Linked DNA regions of Manis pentadactyla: region 1 is linked to region 2. A link is a contact called in public Hi-C data. All regions are on one chromosome and are shown on one strand. Each heading gives the region's core, a stretch centred on a gene start, on an enhancer-like site or on the middle of the called end of the contact. The rest is flanking DNA. Distances are from core to core; before and after follow the strand shown.

The links. A called contact is a pair of places that touch in the nucleus more often than the background predicts.
Region 1: a Hi-C map of skin fibroblasts shows a contact between it and region 2, with 2.2 times the contacts expected there. The contact joins the promoter of LOC130685027 here to the promoter of P4HA3 in region 2. A contact is called at or near these places in 2 of 3 Hi-C or Micro-C datasets (fibroblasts and skin fibroblasts).

What each region holds. Positions count from the first base shown.
Region 1 is chr9:40,080,263-40,084,074 of mManPen7.hap1, forward strand. It overlaps LOC130685027, which reads right to left and starts at 2,315. Exons shown (of 3, transcript XM_057508194.1): 1 at 1,108-2,315; 2 at 175-235. The coding sequence starts at 2,315. The coding sequence ends at 1,338. It overlaps UCP2 (uncoupling protein 2), which reads left to right and starts at 2,060. Exons shown (of 8, transcript XM_036929766.2): 1 at 2,060-2,198; 2 at 3,039-3,194.
Region 2 is chr9:39,784,833-39,788,853 of mManPen7.hap1, forward strand. P4HA3 (prolyl 4-hydroxylase subunit alpha 3) reads left to right here and starts at 1,544. Exons shown (of 13, transcript XR_008999214.1): 1 at 1,544-1,797.

The DNA.
Region 1 (3,812 bases), core at 1,065-3,564, 300 kb after region 2:
TTGTATTTAAAATTTTTAAGTCCCAAAACTATAAATACAGTGGATTGTTTTCTGATAATGATATTAACATTATAAACTTTGTTAATTTGGTTTCTGGCATAGGTGTTTACAAATAAACTGGGGTGTATATAGTCAATGAAATAGATATGAAACAAGCTTTTAAAATGCACTTACCTCTAGCCATACATTCTCCAATTTGTCCACGGGACCTCTTAAGGCTTGGATGATACAGGTCCTAAAAACCCAGAGGTAACAGTGTAGCATTGTTCTAATCTGCCAGGCTCCATCCAAAATAAAAGAGAATTTGGGTTTTTGAGTTTTTGTTTTTGTTTGTTCTTTTCAAACCCTTTCATTGAGAGAGTTTAACAGGATTTCTTCTTAAAGAATCCATACTGGGTCCTCTACCTCTACTTCACTTTTTAAGTGTCCACACAACCACCCTTTAACAGACCCTTGAATTTTGCCAGGGATGAACACACATCTCGCTGTTACATAGCCTTTGGAATCTGGATTCTACCCTGTTTGGGCAATCAGGGAGCCACTCTCATCTCCAGGCCTTTGGTTGCACCCTGTTCATGTCTCCTCAAAAATCACTTGACGAATCCAGCGGTTTCACCACAAGTTTACTGAGTATCCTGGGAATCGTTTCATTACAGCAAAAGACAGAAGCTCAGGTGAAAAAGCTCGGCCAACTAGTGGACGGGAAACCCCGCAATGCTAAGTAAATCTCCCGGCTCCACTTCTCAGTTTCCACTTTGCTTTTGCTTCTGCTTTTACCAGGACCAAGTGCTCAGTGTGTTTTTCTTTCCTGCTGTAATTCTCCAGTCCCATTCCAGCTAGTCTCCTCAGCTGACAATGCCTTCTGCTGTGGATAGTACAGAAAACACATGCATAGAACCTGGATGACCAGGGTTTAAGTCAGGGCTCACCACTTTCTAGTTGTGTGACATTAGGCAGGACTTAACCTATCAGGACTGTATCCTCATCTGTAAAGTGGAGGTTGATACCAGTGCAATATCCACACTGAAGCCACATACAGTGACTGCATTCACCAAATGTTCATCTCCCCCAATACTACAAATATGAAAATAGCTTTCCAGAACTTACAGTGTAGTCAGGGAAGCGGCTTGCACTACCCTGACTAATCCTTACAACAGCCCTGGGAGGCTGACAAAGATGAAAACAGAGGAAGAGAGAGGCAGAAGGTAGTCAAAAGTAGCGGCAGAGTCCAAGAGACCTGTGGGCTTCTACTCCCTAAATGCACGTGCTTGTCCAGGCCACAAGACCCAATTACTGGTTGTTTACGTGTCTGTCACCCCTACGAGATCGCCAGCCACCTACGGGCGGCCCAGGTCCGGTCCCTTTCTCACTCCAGGGCTCGGTGCGGCCCTCCCAGTCGCAGGGCGCGGGCCCGCTCGCTCGTCTGTAAGGAGAGGGGAGAGCGTCACGCCTGGTGTCTCCGCGCCACCCAGGCCTGATGTCCCCCGGGGCCCCAAGAGCACGGTGAGTAGGCGGCGGGAGAAGTCGGGAAGCCCAGCCGCGCCCAACGGCCGTTGGCGGTTGCCGCCACCTGCAGATGCAGCCGGGATTGGCTCCCCTCCGCTAGCGCGACGCCGGGAGGCCACGCCCCGCGGGAGCCCGCGCGTGCGCCGAAGGCGGGCGGCGGGCGTGAGAGTCCGGGCTGCGGACCCGGTGTGTGGGTCTGCGTGCACCCACACCCGCACCCGGGCCGCAGTTAGGGAGAGCCTTGGCCGGGAGGTGTGGGGGAGAGCAGAGGCGTGTGGCCCCGGGCAGCCTCTGCTTCTTTCCGGCGTCAGTCTAGCCGTTCTCACAAAGCGGTTGGCGGGGCAGTGTGAGGCGGAGCGAGGGAGTGACTCTGGGAACGACGTGCTGGACGCGGGTTCCGGCTGCACGCGGAGCGGAGGGGATGAAGGCAAGCAGAGAGCCCCAGGCACGACAGTCCCCCGGAAAAGCAGCGGGTAGAGAGTTGCCTCACCCGGTCGGTGACGCGGAGCGCGTCCGCCCCGCCGGCCCCGCCCCGCCCCGCCCCCATGACCTAAGTCGAGCCGCAGCCTCTGCAGAGCCCTCTGCAAGCCGCTCCACCGTGTTTCCGGATCGGCCGCTGTCTGCACCCCGGTGCCGCACCCTCCGCCCGCGGACGCCCGAGCCGCCCGCTCTCGTGTTCTCCCTGTGGCCCGGTGAGCCCGGCCCTCGCCCGCCACAACCCTGCGCCCGCTACACCTGCTTCTTGTCGCTTCCCAGCCGCGCGGATCCGTGCGCTTCCCTCTAATTTTCCTCCTCTCTTCCCAGCCCATTCCGTGTGTTTCCTCTCTGTCCTCTGCTCTTCTATTCCTCTTTCATCCTTGATCTTTCTCCCTTTGTTCTTTACCTCTCGCGTTCAGTTGGCTGTAATTTTAGCCTTCACCCTTCCACTCCCTCCCCTCGACCAGGGAGGGTGTCCTGCCTCGCCTTGGGTGGGGACCTTCAGCGCTTCTATAATGACCAAAGTGACTCTTCCTCCCCAGGCGACTCCAGGCCATTCCTGGGGCTGTTTATGCTGAGAGGAGGCCTTGAGCTGCACATTTTCTGCAGGCCCGCTGCCAGCCCCTCTTACAACCTCACCCGTGCCTGGGTCCTAGTTGACTGCCAGCGAGTCTGACCCATCATGACATCCTCACAACATGCCCATTCCCCAGAGTCAGCTACTATGCTGGGGCTGGCTCTCCAGAGTACTGAGTGCCACTGAAGCAGAATCTGGAAAAGAGTCAGTTTGTGACACTAAGAGAGCAGATGGGGGAGGGAGGACTACTGGGTTCATTTCCACCCTCCAGTGTGTGCACTTAATCAATCCCTGGATGCCCTGAGTGAAATAGACCCAGGTCTGGAACCCACAGGCCCACTTCCACTCCCCAGCCACCACCCTAGGGCAAGGATTGGGTGGGCTTGTGTGGCTTGCGCAGGCTCCCTTTCCTTGATGGAGTGTGGTCCTTGAAGGCAGATTTCCCTTTCTAAACTCTCCTCCTTTGCCCTCTCTACAGAACACATAGTATGACCATTAGGTGTTTCGTCTCCCAGCCATTTTCTATGGAAAACCAAAGGGATCTGGCCATGATAGCCACTGGCAGCTTTGAAGAATGGGATGCCTTTAAAGAAGCCTGATCTTGGAGACCTCACTGTAGGACCTTCAAAGCCGGGTAAGAATCCAGTCCAAGGGAAGGGGGATCTCTTGTGGCCTCCTAACCCTGTGGTGGGTACCAGGGTCAGTAGGACATTAGCAAAAATAACACCACTACTAACACAGCGAAGTTGCTCTTCAGAGTTCACAACGCACTTTCATACGTCCCTGGTCTCATTCTGGCCTTTCAGCTGACCCTGACAAGCCAAGGGGTGGTGGTCCCCTTTTTACAAAGGAGGAAATTGAAGCCCAGGTTGGATACTGTTTGAATATCAGCAGCAGAGCTAGGACAGGAACCTATTATTCTAACTACATTTGTTGACTTCAGCTTTGACCCTTCCTGAGACTGAGATTAGTAATCAGGTGTACTTTTTAACACTGAAACTGGTTATTTGCTAGGGGCTGTAATATAATTAACCCTTTCTAGGCCAGTTTTACTCACTCTTCTCAGTAGGGTCTTGAGCAAAGACAAATGTTGCCCACATATCCACACCTCTAACGGATTTGGGCAAACCCAGAGCAGCATTCAAAATGGCAGCTGAGCTCTATGCACTTGTCTTTGAGGCAGATGGGGGCTGGGTCTTCTTCTCTGGTCTTCACCACCCTTTGCAGCCCAGCTCAAGGTGAGGACAGGATA
Region 2 (4,021 bases), core at 294-2,793:
CAGTGTTATGCTGGGGTTGGCTCACACCAGCTCAAGGAGTCAGTGTCAGCATGTCTGCCCAACTGCATTCAGAGATATCATCTAAGTACCTTGAAATAAGTCACTGTAGGAGAATTTTCACCGCAGAAATAGGCAAATGTCACAAATCAGGACTTTTTTCCCTGGAGTGTTGGTTTACCAGCACACCTCTGAATGTGATCTATAAGTAATTAACATTGAGTAAGTTACTTTTCCTCTCTGTAACTCAATTTTTCATTTGTAAAATGAGGCTAATAATACCACCTGTGCCATAGAGTAGGCATGGGAATTAAATAAGCTAATACATAATAAAATGCTTGGGACAACACCTTGCACACTGGAAGCACTCAGTGTTATCTTTACTGTTGCTGTTTTATTACTATTATTGCCACCTTAAAAACCTTCTACAGGATTTTCATGGCAGATAGGCTAATTTGTTAGTATGCCATGCAAAGCCCCTTGACAATCTGATAGTTCCAAGTACAAGGAACTTCCCTTCATTTCTGGAACTCAAACTATTTTGCATCTCCAAACCTCGGTACACATAGGTACCTTCAGCCAGGAAAGCCCATTCCTCCCTTGCCTGTCCTCTTCCAGACAATTCCTTTGCATCCTTTTGGACCTGCACATATAGCCTCCTCTGTGGACCCCATCCCACTACCTACGTATGGACATGGGCCCCCTCCTCGTGTTGCCATTGCTCATTGCACAACCCTCCATTATCCCCACAGCACTTTATAATGGTTGTTTACATCTCCATTTCCTCTTGGGAGTCCAGGGTTGGATCTGCTATTTCTCTGTGTCTTTAGTACAGTGAACAGAGGTGCTAAATAATTGTTAAATGAACGAACAAATGGATGAATATTGCCTGGGAAAACGAGGGAAAAAATAAATAGCTTAGTAGAGTACAATAATAATATTTTTGTTTGCTTATGTCACCATAGGTATAATGTGTAGAGCAGAGATCCAGGACCCCTGAGTTTTAGGTTCTGCAGGTCCTAGATTTGTCATGTACTGACCCTAACTGCCTTCATGTCTTCATCTCGGGTCAGAATTCTGCTCCTCCTTCAACATGGCTCGGATGTCACGTCCTCCGTGAAGTGTTTGCCTCTCTATTGCTCACTCTCAGCTCTTTACCGGCATCGCTGTTACTCCCCTGGATTTCCCCACCCGAATCCGGTGGTATTTCTGTACTTCCACCCCCCTGACCCGGACAGGCGAATATTTTGGGGCTGGCCTTGTACAGCCAGAGACCAGTGAACACCTTCCTCCCCATGCCCCCGCCTCAGTTTCCCCCCGTGTGACAGGGGCTCGGCGGAAACCCCTCCCCAGGGTGTGCTCGGCTGGGGCGCGAGCGGACCCTGAGGCTGCAGGCCCCCCACGCAGCGCGCGGGGCGCAGCGGCAGGAGGGTGGGAGCTCCAGAGCCAGCGTGGGTGTCGGAGCGAAGGAGGGGGCGGCGGGCGCGGCGGGGCGGCCGGGAGGGCCGAGCACCCGGGGCGGGGCCGAGGGGCGGGCCCGGCGGGAGCGGCGGGGCCCGGGCGAGCTGGACGGCCCGGGGGACGCGGGCGAGCGCCGGCGATGGGCCCCGCGGCGCGGCTGGCGGCTCTGCTGGCGGTCCTGGCGCTCCGGACGGGGGACCCGGCGGCGGCCGCGGCGCGCGGGGACACGTTCTCGGCTCTGACCAGCGTTGCGCGCGCCCTGGCCCCGGAGCGCCGGCTGCTGGGACTGCTGCGGCGCTACCTGCGCGGGGAGGAGGCGCGCCTGCGGGACCTGACCAGGTGAGGCGCGGGGGTCGCGGCGGCAGAAGGGCCTGCGTGGGGGAGACCGAGGCAGAGCGCGAGACCCAGGCACTGTGCTACGGGGCCGGGGCCGACTCCGCGTGTCGCCCTGCGTGGGACCTCAGACCCAGTGTCACAGTGTGTCACACAGTTTGGAAACTCAGACTGTCACACATACACAGTAGCTCTCCAGAGCCATATTCACACAGCCGAGTTGATACACTGTGGAAAAGCGTGGTGGAGTGATACTGAGGCCCCGTAGGACCTCACAGGCACTGTCCAGCTGTGTGGGACCCCAGGCTCTGTGTCACAGAGACACACCGACAGGGCGGGAGTGAGACGGAGAGAATTCTCTGTGGTACTGTAGCCGTACATTTGTTGGCCATGTGACCCAGCAAACTGGTGTTTAGTATGAGGTGACCTTTTGTGACCATATAGGAGGTTTACGTGTCACTGGGACTGGATGGGTATGATCTGGAGATCCTACTCTGTGTGTGAAAGATGCCCAGTGATTGTATAGGTCACTATATGACTAATGCTTCATTTCATCAATTCATTCAACACACCTGTTTGTTTGAGTGCCTGCTATGAGCCACAGGCATTGGTATAAATGCTGAACAAGTTCCAACAGTCCCCTCAAGGAGTTTGGAGTGCGAAGCATATGATTGTTAATCAGAGATGTCCATCACTTCCTTTGCTTTCAGCTCTCCCTTCTCTTCATACATGTAAGAGCTCTCTATATTCTAAATATATAACTGAGAGTTTTTATGTGTATAAAAGTATTTCACACCACGAAAACACTGGGTAAAACCATACTTAATGTTAGGGGAATGTGAGTGTAGCACACATAGGGAGATAATCAGCCATTATTGTTTCGCTATACAATCAACAAACCAGTGCTACACTCTGTAGGATCAAATACTGTAGACTTGGAACACTGGGGCACTTTGTGTGGACTGCAGTGTCGAAGTATGAAAGATGAATGATTGTATGATACCATGTGTATAAATACATGTACCTTCTCAGCTTGGGACATTAAGAAACCTATAATGTAACGAACTGTAGTATAACCATGTTGCTATCTGAATATATTAATATTGTGCTTACATAATGATGTGACTCTCCACTGAGCTGAAACAAGAGAGGGCTGTCTCAGAGTATACTGTGAGTGTGTGTGATAGTAACGCCAGTCCTGGGGTCCGTGGGAAGGTGTATGAGACACAACGGCTGTATGAGAGGTCCCACATCGAAGGGAATCAGTTCATGTGTGAAAGTGTGGGTGAGAAATCTTGTTACTCAATGGTGACTGAATGATGATGTAATTTGGTATGTACTTTAGGTATGTAGCTTGCATATGAAGTTATACACATGTTTTAAATTTATTGGTAGTTTCAAATAATGTGACAATATGCACACAGATATAATGTAGATAAGTGTGTATAAATCATAACAATGCGTGATGATAATTTCAATAATTCTTGTCACTCATTGGAGCAGCGTAGTTGCCTACCGTTCTTTGGGCACTCATTTAGAGAGCTTAATGTTTTAATGTTTTATATTTCAAGTCCAGATTCACTGGAGTCCAGGCTCATTGGTTGATCTAGAACAGACTCTTCTCTCTTTGATACTTGCATGGTGCCTGCTCCCCATGTGCTTGTTCTCAGACCACTAATATATTTATTTGGGTGGCAGCGGGGATCAGCATCCCAATGCGATTCTCAGGGAACAGGCTTGGAGGAGAGTGCTTGCAATGTGGTCAATGTGGTCAATGTGGCTGGCCAGGGCCCCCAGGCATGCTAGTTTCCTTTCCTATCTTATCACCACTGTCACTGTCACAGCTTTGTCACAATGGGAGGTCTTGCACAAGCCTGATCTCATTTTATTCTCTCTTACACACGATGCTTGAAACTGGTTTGTATTACTCTTTTAAACACATGAGAAATCATTTAAAACATAAGAAAATTAAAGTTTAGTACCTTACCCAAGATTATAAATCTAGTACGTAGCAAATCCAGGATTAGGACACACTTCTTTTGATTGTTTCTATCCCGCCATGATGTCCCCACTCTTGCTTTACCTGAGATGCCAGGACCCAGAGCAAGCCTTAGAACCACCAAGGTTTTATGAACAGCTGGATTACACAGTGGTTAAGAGTGTGGATTCAGGAATTTAACATACGTCTATTTAAATCCTTGCTCTGGCCTTGGACAAGTTCCTTTACCTC